2 separate regions of the Arachis hypogaea genome follow, and region 2 is linked to region 1. Evidence: chromatin contacts called from public Hi-C data. All regions are on one chromosome and are shown on one strand. Each heading gives the region's core, a stretch centred on a gene start, on an enhancer-like site or on the middle of the called end of the contact. The rest is flanking DNA. Distances are from core to core; before and after follow the strand shown.

The links. A called contact is a pair of places that touch in the nucleus more often than the background predicts.
Region 2: a contact with region 1 is called in a Hi-C map of leaf, with 1.8 times the contacts expected there. The contact joins the promoter of LOC112736410 here to the enhancer-like site in region 1. A contact is called at or near these places in 5 of 8 Hi-C or Micro-C datasets (leaf and an unstated tissue).

The regions. Positions count from the first base shown.
Region 1 is chr13:2,529,081-2,533,590 of arahy.Tifrunner.gnm2.J5K5, reverse strand. No RefSeq gene overlaps it. Among protein-coding and RNA genes, the nearest start is that of LOC112736408, 6.3 kb to the right of the region's middle. Within about 2 kb of position 2,275, at least 2 of the 3 cell types and tissues checked have open chromatin away from gene starts, as enhancers often do.
Region 2 is chr13:2,594,067-2,598,061 of arahy.Tifrunner.gnm2.J5K5, reverse strand. It overlaps LOC112736410 (DDT domain-containing protein PTM), which reads right to left and starts at 1,833. Exons shown (of 9, transcript XM_025785852.3): 1 at 644-1,833; 2 at 1-514. The coding sequence starts at 1,440.

The sequences.
Region 1 (4,510 bases), core at 1,026-3,525:
TCTCTATTTTTCTTCCTTTTTTCCCTCTCCTTCAATTGAAACAACATTATTATTCAAAAGAAGACAACAAATAAAATAAATGTAACGTTATTTATTTCAATAGCTTATGCAATGAATTCTACGTATGTAATTAATTGGCATAAATTATAGTATATTTCTTTTTTCAAACTCTTGTCTCAATGATCTTCCGCTGCCGAATAATAATCCCTCCATTATTTTTTCATGGACATGTATGTATGTTCTTTCTCCGACAATTATCACCTCCAAATTCGATAAATATGACCACCATTATCACATTTTTTTTATTAACAATAATGCTAGGAACCAAGATGGTTCTAGCAAAAAACCAGCCAAATATCTTTGAGTGAATCTAAAACCTCTACGTGAATGGTGTTTATGTTAGGCATTAGGATATTTTTTGTCTTTATAAATTGGATGATTCTGAATCTGTTTTCTGATTTATCATGTTTTAGGCATTTGGAGAGGAAAAAAGAGCGAAGAGACGAAAGCTAATTGAATCAGTTTCTGTAATTCACGTTGCAATGATACTAAACGTATCTCCTCCTAATTTGAATGTGGTGAAATATTTAATAACCAATATTTTAAATCATAAATAAATAAAATTAATTACTATATTTATAATTAATAAATTGTTCCATTCTTAACTAATTTAGAGTTGGTTCCATATACTTTTCCTTTTATTTTTATTAATTATTTGCATGCGCAACCATATATCCTACTCCACAAAATCCCTTGACAGTTTAATGTCCTTGTCTACACATATTTTTCGTTAGACTAGCGCACTTATCTTAAATCACGGTCTAAATTTCTGAAACATTAATTGTGCCAAATATCAAGGATTAATTTGAGTGTTTCTTATTTTATATTAATTTCTAAAAAATAATAAAAAAGACATACATGCATCTAGATTTTTTGAGTTTTATTATATCTATATTTTTAATCTATCACTAATCAGCTACTATATACTATAATCAATATAATTTAAAAGGTTTTTAAAACCAAATTCATTCTCTTTCCCACTTTACAACACTAAGATGCTTTATTTATTCAACAATGCTAGGAACCAAGAGGATACCCGTCAAATGTCTCTAGGTGAATCTAAAATTATGGTGTTTATTTAGGATGTTTCTTCTACTAAGTATCAGAATATTTTTTTTCATACTAAATGAATGTTCTTTTATATATTTTATAAATTTTTTTATATACTAAGAATCAAATTGTTGGAAGTTTCATAATCTCCGCCCCTATTTCTCCAACGTATCATTTAGAATTTTAATTTGGGATGAGAAGTAATTAATATCAAATATTATAAATTAAAAACAAATAAAATTAATTAAATATAATTATAAATTAGTTAAGTTGTTTACTTTTTGGTTGATCACCTCTTGGTTCCATATACTTTTCTTTATTTAAATTAGTTTGACCGGTAAAATAGGATGTATAAAAACTTAAAAAGCATTTCTGAAATTTCTTCAGCATATCTTTGTTTGGTCTTATTAGCCGATTACTTGCCTAAGACTATTAAGACATGTAACAAGAGCATAGAAAAATGTTTGTTGATGATTGTCCAAAAAAATAAAAAAAATAAAAGAAGACAAAAGTAAAGAGAAAAAAAAAAAGAAATTGGCTTTGGATAAAGTAACTACAACCTAATTTGGTTTATATATGCGTAAAAAACAGATCGATTAGGTAGGCTAGAAAAATTAGTTTAATTAGAATAATGTTAACAAAGAAAGATTATATTTTAGGATGCCTCTCTTTTATTAATTATGACACTATTCATATTTTTAGGTCATTAAACTTAAACGTTAATTTTAGAGCATTCTTCGATCAAAAAGAAATCACTAAGACTATATTCATATATTTGCTACATATATATCTACATATTTATTTTTTAAAAAAATATTTTTTTAATAGACAAAATTTATTTTATATTTAAATAAAATTTTTAAAAAGAATTTTTAAGTATTAAAAAAAATTATTTTTTTAAAGTAAAATATTGCTAGCTTAAAAAAAAATCAAATAATTTATTTTTTTAATAAAAATATTTTTTTTAAAAGACGTATCCAAATAAATTTTAAATTGAATAAAAATACTTTATTTAAAAAAAATACTTTTTTTTTCACAAAAAACCAATTTAAACTAGCACTATAACACCTAAAAATAAATAAGTATGAAGCTATATTGTAGGACCAAGTAATCAGATACAATATATAGTTTAATGTAAGCTGTGTTTCTTCAACAGACATAGTAGGACCGTGTAATCAGATTTGGTTACTCATTTCTTTCTTATTAGATTATTAATAATTAAACTACATATTGTGAACAAAGATATGTAGGGTGTATTTTCATGCTTCATTTATTTATTTATCTACATCTTTAAGCCCATTTTTCTTGTATTAAAGGGCCAAGTGATGAGAAAGAAAAGGGCCTACATTATATTATATATAGTTATATACTACATATTGTTGAAGAGGTGGTAGTTGGTTAATTGACCGTTATTAATGGCAAAAAAAAAAAGACCTCCGAATGGTGAATTTAATTTTTTATATAAGAAATTCGTAAATGAAAACATTTTATATAAACATGTAATCAATATATACTATCACATCATCAATTAAAATATTTGACTTAATTACATATTAACATATTAAAGTCTTATAAATACTGATATTTAATTAAATAGCATTGTAACAATTAAAGTCTTGTTTCTATATGTGATTGATTATTGTAGAATTAAGATAGTAAAGACTTTGTGAAAGTGGGTTGTGACTAAGTATGTATATATAGGACAAAATTAATAGTTTCTACAACTAACCAATTGAATATTATTGATTATTGTTGGTTTTGGGTGAAATATCGAAATCATAGCAACTACATTTGGAGGCAATACACGAGGCCAGGGGTGCATCAGTGCATGAGAGAGTTCAAATTCAGAGCTTGGCGCAAAATAATGCGCATGTTACTGGGAAAATGGAGATACAACAATACCCATAACCAATCAAATGAAGACTTGTCTAAGTTTTTTGTTGTTTTGAAAGCGATGCCTTTCTTTGTATTTTGGTGCATTATGACTAGTTACTCTGTAGCCATAACTTGGTGTGTCTTGTTTATATTTCTTACTAGTTTTTATGAGAAGAAAAAGAAAGGTAAAAACTCAGATGAAGTCAACTTCATATGAAGTTGATACCTGAGAGTCGTTGGATTAAAATTTAGTCAAATCAGTCGAATAATTTAATGGCTCTCAGATATTAACTTCACGTAAAGTCGACTGCACCTGAGTTTCCACCAAAAGAAAAGAGCATTATTAGAAAAAAGAAGAATGGAATTGTCCAATTTGACTGCAAAAGTTGTTCTTGTTCCAAATTTTCTTGATATTCGTCAAACTTTGGATATTTATGGTAAACGTGGTCATTATGCCGAAAGGTTATATAAGAATATATGGAAAAAAAGAAGAAGCCAAGTTTGGGGTCTAAAAAAGGTAGGATTATAAATTGATCTAGTTCAAAGGATCAGAACTCAAGAAGGGTTGTATGTAGGGTTTAACTCATTTCGATGTTTGTTTTGAGGGTTAACTTTGGGGACATAAACCCATGATTCAGACGACTTTGTTTCATGTATTCCTTGACTAACTTTGTTTCATTCACATTTTTCAATTTTCACATTAGAAAGTTAGCTTATTTGTCTTTTAAGTTTAGAGTCTCCGATCCTAAAAATTAATTATCAACGATTTTTTAAAATTATATTAGATTTAATAGAAAATCTTAGAGACCAATAATTTTTAGTAATTTTGATCAGTAATTAATCAGTATAAATACTAAAGTATCTTTAATAAATAAATATTATTGATTTATGCGTGTAGATTTTGATAAATGTAGGATGCAAAGTATGTTGACTCATATGTATAAATTCTGATAAATATATGTGTAAATTATATATTTTATGTGTACAAATTATTGTTGATTAAGTACGTATTAACCTAAAAATGATAATATTTGACAATCATATAGTATTGTTGTTTACTTAATTCTAAATAATATGATATTATTTAGTCTATTTGGTAATGTATTAGAATCACATATTATTTCTTATAGATAAAGGCTAAATAATTCTTTTATTATAATTTTTTATCTTCAACTTGATGAGTTAATAATTTTTAAGATTGAATTTGACTAATTCTTAGCTTTAATATATATACTTTTTAATTTTCCCCCCTTATATCATGGGGAGGAAAAAAGAAGATGACTACTACAATTAAGGAAAACAATGCAAGAAACAAATTATTAAAAGAAGGTAGGGTAGATCCATAGATGTCTATAGTGTAGTCCACACTCAATGCGATAGCTAGGTCACATTTTTAATCTTTCTTTTCACATGAATTAGTTATGTATGGTTATCATCTGTGATGAACAACAATAGAGCCGAAAATTAAGATGCCAAATAAAAGGTTAAATAACCACATAGAAGTGATACTTTTATAGTTTCTAGG
Region 2 (3,995 bases), core at 584-3,083, 65 kb before region 1:
GTGATAAGCAGAGGGGCACCCATCACAACAAAGCAAGGTCCCATCCATACCACAAAGACGACATTCATCTCCATTTCTATCATCGCCATCACCAACGTTTCCTGCATTTCTGGAATTGGAATTATTAGGGTTAACATGTTGGTTCACAAAATTTGATGCCAAAACTATCTTCATGGCTCCTTTATCCTCACAAGCAGTATTGGCATGTCTTGGCAGGACTTTTCCAGGCCCATTTTCTGCAGCAATGATATCTTCTGCGTCATAATCCACCCCAACCTCTGATTCTTCCCGCATGTTCATTTCAGCTTTTAGCTCCTCTGAATCCAAAACATCATCGCAGAGTTTTTGCAATATCATTAACTTCCTACTTACAGGCAATAAATAATACTCGCAAGCAAAAGCCTCATCATAAAACCCTTTCCATTCAGGTCCTTTTGTGTGTCCATTAACTAATAAATACTGAATCACAAAAACAGGCCAAGTCAATGCATCAAGCAAGCCCCAATCATTGCACCTGCAAATACAACAACTTCAATCTAATCAAAATCAAGTGTAGACACCATTTCTACTATCAATGCTGTATACATGAATCTTGCCAAACCGAAAAAATAAATAAATAAATAGTAGAAAGAAATTTAAGCACCTAAGGCATTTCGATGCAAGCTCTGAGCCTTCAGATGAAACGGATTCAAGATGATGCCTCAATACCCGCAATAGGGAGACGTGAATAGAATCAATCAAGCTGTTAGCAACTCGGCAATTAAGACAACCAACAAAATCATCTAAAGTAAACGGTGCCAGGAACAACCTAGTGCTAAATGATCTCAAGAAACCATAAACAGCAAACAGGTGCGAAACACACTGCTCCGGCACACCAATAGTCCCTGACGATGGTGGCAACTGCAACAAAGGCGGCCGCGGTGGCACGGCAGGCACTGCCTCAGCATCTGAATCAGAATAATCATCACTCAACAAATCATCGCCACCTTCAGCTTGTTCCTCACCGTTTTCACCGTTAAGTTCTCCCGAAACAGGTCCATCAACCTTGGATTCATCTTTATTCATCTCATCAGAAGCCTTCACCGACTTAGCCTGAACCTTTACACTATTCTTCAACACTAATTGCTCCAATTTACCCTTCCTCTTAGTCAAATCATCATCAAAATCACTGTCATTTAGTAGAACAGCACGAACCTCACCACTATCCAAATCCTCGAAATCACCGTCCTCATAACTAACTCTATACAAGCCACACTCGTAGTACACAACTTTACCGAGAAAAACACCGATTTTCGGGAACTCCTTCAGCACGAATCGTCCAACCAACGCTATCGATCTGGTTGCCAAGGCTTGCCTCTTTGCTTCCAGAGCTTCCATTTCTTCCTCTTTTCTTCTACGCTTCCGCGGCCTCCCTCTCGATCTAACAACCGGTGGCTCCATCGCTTTTTCAAACGGAAACTAAAATTTCAGAAAAATCGGAACCCTAACACTTCGATTTCCTTCGGAAACTTCTAATTCTGATCCACCGGAGCTCTTAAAGCTAGGAATTGTTCGGATCTAAAGAAATGAGCGCAAATCGAAGGAGGAACTTGAAACTATATCGAAGAGTCGATGGTAAATTCCAGAAAATGGAAGGGGAAAAAACGGTTAGAAACGAAAATTCGTGAGACGGAACATGAGAGAGAGTGTGAGGTGAGTTTGAACAATTTATGGAGTGTGTGTGATTTTTTGGAGAGATAAGAAGAAGGTGCGAAAGAAGACGATAACCCTAGAGAACGAGAAGGAAGAGGGAAATTGGTTTCTTCTGGAGACTCAGTTACCGAGTTTTTTTTTTTTTATTATTCTAAATCAAGGTGAGTCAACTCGTCGTTATACTCGTTGCGTCCGAGTCGGCTCACCCACTCGTCCGAGTCGGCTCACCCACTCGTCCGAGTCATTGCGCTCCTAAATTTGCCAATTTTTCTTATCTAATTATTAATTAATGTGTATATATATTATATATTATATGTTATCAATATAAAAAAATTACACAAATACTTATCATATATTCAGATCAGTAAACAAAAAGTTATTAGTAGTCGTTTAAAATAAAACTTTTAGTACACTAGACTACTAGAGTATGTATAGGATGTTTGGATTATTATTGGAGTATTTACAAAAAAAAAAAAAGATATAATTATTTTTGAGAAAACTAATATCTATTTTGATTGTAAAATATTTTGAATATTAATAAATTCAAAACTTATATTTAATTATCAGTATTCATAAGACAAATTTTAAGCATTTGATTTTCTAATCAAATGGTAAATTCAATTCGGAAAAAAGTATTTGCAAAATTAAAAGTTCTAAATTCAAGTTAGGATAAAAGAAAAAGAATACCAATTTAATAAAACCATTTTTTGCTATCGAGTCTTTCAATGTTTCCTGAACTTTTAAATAAAATATAATTATACTAAATTGGTATGATGTAAAATTCTGATTGATGATCAAAAAACAACTAAGAAGATAAATATAAAATTATATTAAATTTATATAATTGTTTATTAGATTCTTTGTTAATAATTTTTATTTAATTATTTACAAAATGGGATATAAAGCACATATCATTTGATTAAAGAATTCAGTGAGGTATAGATCATACCTTATAGTTATTGGACATTGTTAATATGTTACACCATTTGAAAAGGATAATTACTTCATTTTTTTACTGTATACTTTGTTTCTAATAGATAAATTTGTCCAATTAAAATAACATTGAGAAGGAATTCAATAGACTAATTTATGTTTTGAAACTTCTAATTTTATAATAAATTTTGAATCTAGGGTAATATACATCAAACAATAATTTGTTACTCTATTGCATAAGTCTCGTCGGTGGGTTAACTAATAACTGCGAGTAAGTGTAATGGATATTCATTTATTTTCTTGGTTTGTTTACCATTTTATTTTATTCATGATGAATATATATCACGAGAAAATATTGCCATTAAGCGTAACATAATTTTTTAACAAAAACCGAACGAAATGAGTTGACACGGAACGAAGTGAGTCAAAATAGTAGTAGCAGCATGGTGAAGTTGAACGTAACTGTGAAGTGGGAAGGTCACAGTTCTGTAGCGTGTCAAATTATTACTAAATTATGTGAATTAATTTATGGCGGGAACAATATAATTTTCGCCACTCAACTCAATCTTATTTTCGCGCGAACTCTTCAAATAATATGAGTCGGTTCAATTTATAGAGACAAAAAAAATTAATAATGATGCAACGGCAATGCACGTTTTGGTCCTTTTGAATCACTTGTTAGCTGTTGCTGCCTCAGGATGTAAATTGAGCAATGCATAATTAATTAATATGATCCAATTAGCAAGTGTTGTTTTAAAAATATTTTTATTCTAATGTTATTCTGTTTTAATTTTTGGAATAAAAAATTGATTGCCTATTACAGCATGACGTTGAATATGTTTCATATTAGTTCATGTGTCAAAACAATTGAAAATGGCTATATAAGTTGTTCTTGTATCTATTTATTTGTGCTTAAGAAAAGAAAAGAAAAAGTAATAAACTAAGGAATATGGTTGTTCAAATATGTCAAGACATCGTTGCTTGAGTGCATTTGAGCAATTATACGATTATCACTACGAATGAAATATTACATTCATTCATATATAGATAATTGAAACTAAATCTTCAATTTTGTAAATTCAACATCCACAAAACCGGTTAGAATAAAGTTGTCATGTGCCAAACTTCCATTACTATGATATAAATGTAGCTCTAAGACAAGTAGAATAAAGTAGTCTGATTATAATTTTAATGTGTTTTCATTAGTTAGGTGAAGCATAAAGTGCTATTTTTTGTTTTCAACATTTGTCAAACATTTTAAAAATTATCAATGACACTGTTGACTCAAAATACAAAATGCATGCCTTAGAGGTGTGTTTATACAACACTTTGACTCTTAATTAAGTCAGTGCATGCACCAAGAAAAACGG